Regions from separate parts of the Mus musculus genome. Here region 2 is linked to region 1. The links are chromatin contacts, called in public promoter capture Hi-C maps. All regions are on one chromosome and are shown on one strand. The core of a region is the stretch at or near the end of the contact, and the rest is flanking DNA. Distances in the headings are between cores, read along the strand shown.

Region 1 (3,401 bases), core at 635-3,134:
TAATTCTGGACACCTCTCTCTCTCTCTCTCTCTCTCTCTCTATATATATATATATATATATATATATATATGCATATATATATATATATATACATACATACATATACACACATACACACACACACACACATGGGGAACCTTAAAAATTCTAATTTTTTCTTTGGGGGTGGTAGTACATACCTTTTATCCCAGTACTTAAGAGGCAGAGAAAGACAGATTTCTGTGTTCAAGGCTATTCTAGTTTAAGTTTTAGGACAGTCAGGGCCATACAGAGAAATGCTGTCTTAAAAAATCTCAAAGATCTTCTGTATTCCAGGCTGGGATGTTTTGCAACCCCTCAAATGGTCACATACCTAGTTCAGAGTATGCTGGGAGCTGACTTACGTCTTCAAGAATTAAAGTTAATCTGGAGGACAAGAAAGAGAATGTTCTAGGCTTAGAGATCCGTACTGATCAATCTTCAGCTCCTCTACAGAGGCCAGCCAAGAAGACCTGGGTGTGGTGGTGAACACATGTAATCTCATTACTTGGAAGGCTGAGACAAGAAGGGTAAGAATTCTTAAGATCCTGCTCTGAAAAAAAAAATCCCCGCTGGCTCATTCTCTTATTTCATGATACATGAAATATTTTCCTTAAGTTGATTCCATAAATTGAGTGTAGTGAATATAGTGAAACGTGTCTGTATTTTCAGCAATTGTCAGTTCCCACTGACACACAACTAGCCATAGTCCTCTGGCCTTAATGTTCCTCTATCACCTGTCTGAGGGCTCTCTTCACCATCTGCTCTTTTGAGTCTGTCATCGGATTATTTAAATTTTTGGATTAAAAATCTTTTCTTGGGGTTGGAGATTTAGCTCAGTGGTAGAGCGCTTGCCTAGCAAGCGCAAGGCCCTGGGTTCGGTCCTCAGCTCTGGGGGAAAAAAAAAAATCTTTTCTTGTCGTTCTTGCATGTGAAGATCCCCACTCATCTGCAAGGTTCCTTCCCTGAGTCTGCGTGTCGGCTTCCTCCGAAAAGCTGTTTCCTTATGGATGGCCCTGAAGACTCTTCTTGTCTTCTCTTGATCTTCCCTCTTCTGTGTATCCCTCTGGGGTACACAGTCCTCAGAGACCCTCGATCGTGTTCCAAGGACTCCCGCCCTCCTCCCCCCAGTCGGGGGAGCCAGTCTCCTGTCCTCACCTCTACAACCGCCGCCGGCACTAACGAAGCTCTCCGGACCTGGGAGGACCAGCGGGACGCGCACGCCGGGCGGCGGCGATGACACGGGGCCGCGCGCGCAGCGTGCGTGGTGACATCAGTGCGCTGGCGGCGGCGGCAGGGCTGTTTGTTCTGCTCTCCCGCAGCCGAGGAACCGAAGCAGTGGCGGCGGCTGCGGCGGAGGCTGCCAGCAGTGCCCGCGGGCGAGCGGGGCCTGTGAGCGCAGCGGCGCGGCGGGCGCGGCGGACGGGCCCCGGCTTGGCGTCCCGGACAGCGTGCGGCGGCGTGCGGCCTAGCGTCTCAGGTGAGGGGACCGGTGTCCTTCGCGGCCGCGAGGCGGGCTGCCGGGGCCCCACGGCGCGGCCCGCGTAACCTGCATTGCGTAATGGGGCTGGTGCGCCACCACCTACGCCATCGGCGCGGGGGTGGGGAGGCCGCAGTTTCGTGGGCCCGGAGCCTGGTGCTTCTCGCGCCCTGCCGGGGCAGCCCGCGCCGTTGGGGCGGCGGCGGCCGAGTGGGCTCGCGGACTTTGTACCGGGGCAGTTGCGCCCGCCGCTGTCCCCCTTGGCGCGGGCGGCGGCAGGGAACGGGACCGGGACCGGGACCGGGGGCGCGGGCGCGCTGGGCGGCCGGGGGCGGGCGGGGGGCGGGCCAAGCTCCCGGCACTTCCTGCCGCCGCCATTTTGTCAAGTGAGGAGGAGGAGGAGGAGGAGGAGGAGGAAGCGACTGCCTCTGGATCTGCGGTGCGCGCCGGGCCGCGTAAGTCCGGGCCGGGGATGCTGACCGCGGGTACCGCCCGCTCTCTCTGGTTGCAGTTCCCCCTTGGGGCGGGTCGCTCTTGCGCGTCGTGCCCCGGCGCGCTCTCCTTCCGTCAGCTGGGTACTCCTGCCAGTGCTGGGATAGCGAGTTCCCGCTTCATAGTCTCACCTTTCCGGCTGTCCCCGGAGCTCTGCCTAGAAAGAGGTAGAAGATTTTGTTCACAGGGAGAGAGCTTCCATTGCACGCCTGCTCCAGGCTGGACCCAGGGGACAGGAAGGGTGACGAAGGACCAGGAGTCCCTCTCGACCCACCCACTCCCAACCTGGAAGCCTACTCTTTGGGTGCTTTGTTTTGATGGGTCTCTGCTTGCTGCCGTCCCTTGCAATGGCTTCTTACTTGCAGGAGTGTGTCGGTTTAGGGTGGGGATGTTGGAGAGTTGTGATTCAGCAAAATGACCCCCCCCCCCCTTACACACAAACACGGAAATAGCACTTAAACAAGAAGCCCCCAAGGCCGAGCTGGGTTGGAGATGGGAAATCCCACGTTAGTGTAGTGGACAGTGTGAATACTTTTGCTCAGGCCGGTGGGTGAGTCATGTGCCTCTGCTGATTGGCTGACCTCCCTGTTACTCAAGACAAGGGTTTTTTTGTTTGTTTTTTTAAAAGTGTTTTTAGCCTGCTTGTTTACTTGTTTATGCTTTTCGAAATCTGGTGAGATTATCTCCTGTGTGTGTATATATGTTGGATGCCAGTTGCAGCAGCCCTCTTGAGAATGTCTTTACTTATCATCAAAGGTGATATTAATAGCCCCTGGTTACTAAAATCCAACTCTCAGTGTACTTCTAAGCCAATGTGCTCTTCAGTGCTATAATAAAAAATTGGAAAATTTTTATGAATGGAGATGTCAACTTCCCTTGGAATTGGTAGAGCTTGGGTGTTGTAAAGAATGTCACCCACAGGGCTAGACAGATGGCTCAGCGGTTAAGAGCACTGATTGCTCTTCCAAAGGTCCTGAGTTCAAATCCCAGCAACCACATGGTGGCTCATAACCATCTGTAATGAGATCTGATGCCCTCTTCTGGGGTTTATGAAGACAGCTATAAATTAAAAAAAAAAAAAAGAAAAAAAAAGAATGTCACCCACAAAAATGCAAAGGAATTATGAATGTGTTTTCAATTTCAAGAAGTCTTCAGCTAGCCGGGCGTGGTGTCGAACGCCTTTAATCCCAGCACTCGGGAGGCAGAGGCAGGTGGATTTCTTAGTTCGAGGCAAGCCTAGTCTACAAAGTGAGTTCCAGGACTGCCAGGGTATACAGACAAACCCTGTTTAGAAGTCTTCAGCTGGGGCTCAGTTTTATGGGCTTTACAATAATTTACAAGAACATTATTTTATTCACTTTAATTTGGATGGAGAATGATCTTTCCATAGAGGGCATTTATAGGTAACCA
Region 2 (3,401 bases), core at 335-2,834, 2.8 Mb before region 1:
TGGCTTCCATGAAGCCTTATTTCCCAGACACCTCCTTTTTTCCCTCTGGTCAGCAAGTGGCCAGCGGGCAATCTGCTCACAGTTAGATCGCTGGGAGAAACTTTAGATTCAAACAGGTTTGGCTGCCTCTCTTGGCTGTCTTTATGGCCGCAGCTGCTCTGATCATCACTATTGACTGTGGCTGCCTGAATTGCTACGCACACACAAATGCGTTATCTTGCCTTTATTTTCCAGGCTGCTCTGTCCTGGGATCACCCAGCAGTGCTCCTGGATTTGAAGCCAGGACTGCATTAAAAAAAAAAAAAATGTAGACTGCCATCTTATCTCTGAGCTCCCACTTCTTCTTTCTCCAGCTCTTCTTTTCTTCTGCTGCCTTCTCTTCCTGGGTCTGATCCCTTCCTCTTCTTGGTAAACCAGTCCCTAATCTCTTCATACCCCAGAATGGAAGGTGTGTCCCTCTCTGCCACTCCCCAGAGCTGTCACCAATAACCTCTTCCAGGTTTCCATAACTCCATTGCTCAATAATTTGCCAAGAGTAACCATTAACCCAGCCCTTAGACCTGCTCCCCTTTGGAGATGATTTTTCCAGTCGCTGATCAGCAGAGCCAGGTCACCTCATGCCATTTCTGAACCTCAGGCAGGATCTTAGTTTAGTGTAGCTAGGACAGTTTTTAAAAAATTATGTGGTGTGTGAGTGTGAGTGTGAGTGTGTGTGTACAAGCAGCACAGGTATGGAGGACAGAGGACAATCTGGGTACAAAATTGAAGGTACTTTTACCTGCTAAGCCAGCACTGAAGTTTTTGTTTGTTTGTTTATTGTTTTGTAAAGTATGGTTTTTTTTCTTTCCCTCAGAAACTCCTTCCTTCTCCTTCTTTCCCATCCAGATGGATCATCAGTCAGAGATACCCTGTGTCCTTAGGGGTGAGAGGACTGTAGTATGGTTGTATGTGTTCTAATTAGGTCTACTTTCAGAATTTAGTGTCTTTCAGATACTTATACTTCCTCTTCAGGGGTTCCAAAATAATCAAGCCCCGTGTTGCTCCTGTGGTTGGTGATCATCTCCTGCAATCAGGAAACAGGCAAAGTAGGTCTGAAACAGGAGTTAGTTCTTACTTCCACTTATTTATTTAAAACACTCATGTAGCGCTTACTTTGTTTGCTGGGCACTGTTCTGAGTTTTTTATAAATATTAACTTAGTGGGTACAAATATTAACGGAGTTGTTGCTGTTGGCACAGGTTGAATTAATGTTGCTTCTCTCCACTCTTCAGGAAGGAGGAAGACTGCCTCTGGCCCTTTAAGGTCGGCCTCCGGGCTCTGGCCTTCTCCACCGTGGCCCAGACCCTTTTTCCAGGCGGGGACCTTAGTTTAGGGCGGGCTCCGCCCAACATCAATCAAAGCTCTGCGACACGGCTGCTTAGCAACGGCAGAGGGCGGGAATTTTGAACACTCTAGCACCGCCCCCAATGCAAACGGACCAATCGACATCTAGCGTCCTCACCGCCTTCCCGTTGGATGGCTAAGCAGACCCTTTCAGCCACTAAGGGGGCGGGGCGAGCGCGCGCGGCCCACGCCTACAGGCTGCAGGCTTGCGGCGGTTGGTCAGGGAGGTGGATCGTCGCGGCTGAGGTGACGGAAAAGGCGGGAAAGTGCTGCGAATTGGCGGCTCCAGTGGGGTGGGGGTGGGGGAGGGGGTGGGGGTGGGTCAGGAGAGCGCGCTGCGGCTGTAAGGGCGTGGGTGGCGGGAGAGACTTGACGTGACAGCGCGCTCCGTCAGAGCTTCCAAAGCACGGCTTCGAGTGACAGGAATGAGGGTGGGACAGTAGCTCGGAGCTGCTCCCAACCTAAAGGGGCAGCCCCCGCGCCTGTCCCCTGAAAGCCCGCGCACCAGCCGCCTGCTGAATGCTGCTTTTGGACCTCCTTCCCCTCCCATGTCCTCAGAGTCGCCGAGCCCATGGCTTTCAGAGCGACCCCAGGCCGGACGCCGCCGGGACCCGGACCCAGATCCGGAATCCCCTCAGCCAGCTTCCCCAGCCCTCAGCCCCCAATGGCGGGGCCTGGAGGTATCGAGGAAGAGGACGAGGAGGAGCCCGCCGAGGTGTCCGCGGAGTTGGGAGGGCTGGGAGAGGCTGAGCCGACCCCGTTTCACGTTGACTAAACTCCCCATGAGTGCCTATCTCCGAGATTTGGTTAAATGATTAATAATAAGGGATGACCAATCCATGCCCTTCCGAGGGATTCAGATATCGATCCCCTTTCCTTCCTCGCGGGACAGATCCATCTGTGCGTGCTGTGGAGCTCGGGATACCTGGGCATTGCTTACTATGACACTAGTGACTCCACTATCCACTTCATGCCAGATGCCCCAGACCACGAGAGCCTAAAGCTTCTCCAGAGAGGTGCGACAGAGCCCTGCATTCCTCTCCTCTGGGGTGGGACGTGTGTTCACTCATACATCCTCATGTAGTTTATAGTCACCTGATTTAGGAATTACTTATTCAACACAACTTTATTAGGTACCTACTGTATGTGAAATGCTACAGATTTTGTCCCTGGCAAACCATGATTTTAGTGATAGTTTCCAGGACACTCTTGTTCCTTCCCACCGTGCCTTTACTAAGTCTCCTCCACTGCGCTCCCAGTGTGCAGACCATCCCTTACAGACATAAAATAACTTTAGTTTGGTTTTGGTTTTTTTTTGAGACAGGGTCTCACTATGTACTATGTGGCTCTGGTTTATCCTGAAACCTATTGTGTAGATCAGGCAGATTTTGATTTCATGGAGATTCCCCTGCCTCCCAAGGGCTGGGGTCAAAGGCATGTGTCACCATGCCTGGCTAAGATGATAAATTCTTGAGGAGAACAGACAGTGGCAGGAAGAGAGCCACCACTTTCCTCTTAGTCACAGTGGAGATATCCTTCGACTCATCAGGCACCTTCCTTCTCTCTTCAAGTTCTGGATGAAATCAACCCCCAGTCTGTTGTCACAAGTGCCAAACAGGATGAGGCTATGACTCGATTTCTAGGGAAGCTTGGTAAGGATTGCATAGAGAAGGGGAAATGGAAATAGACTACTAAATCTTTGGCTGGGAGGGAGCATGGGACAATGACAGGCCTGAACTGTACAAGACTGTGGCCTCTTGCCTCCACAGCCTCCGAGGAGCACAGAGAGCCAAAGGGACCTGAAATCATACTTCTGCCAAGCGTGGATTTTGGTAGCTCCTTCCTTTTATGTTACCAGCCCCCATCCCAGGGCCTCTGTCCTTTCTCTGAAAGGAGCTCCTATTATCAGAAACCTTGCCTCATGTACTCTTATCTGGAAGCTGCTTCCCACACCCCATCATGAGTCTCCCCGAGATCTCTCCTGCACCTTTACTATCTTTAGTACAACTTACTGAGAA

Evidence for each region. Promoter capture Hi-C pulls out the DNA fragments that hold promoters and counts their contacts.
Region 2: a promoter capture Hi-C map of neutrophils shows a contact between it and region 1, with 5 times the contacts expected there. The contact joins the promoter of Msh5 here to the promoter of Brd4 in region 1. A contact is called at or near these places in 2 of 39 promoter capture datasets (cranial neural crest and neutrophils).

The regions. Positions count from the first base shown.
Region 1 is chr17:32,282,616-32,286,016 of GRCm38.p6, reverse strand. It overlaps Brd4 (bromodomain containing 4), which reads left to right and starts at 1,884. Exons shown (of 20, transcript NM_020508.4): 1 at 1,884-1,954.
Region 2 is chr17:35,044,928-35,048,328 of GRCm38.p6, reverse strand. It overlaps Msh5 (mutS homolog 5), which reads left to right and starts at 1,584. Exons shown (of 25, transcript NM_001146215.2): 1 at 1,584-1,629; 2 at 1,942-2,098; 3 at 2,276-2,399; 4 at 2,955-3,035; 5 at 3,153-3,215. The coding sequence starts at 1,955.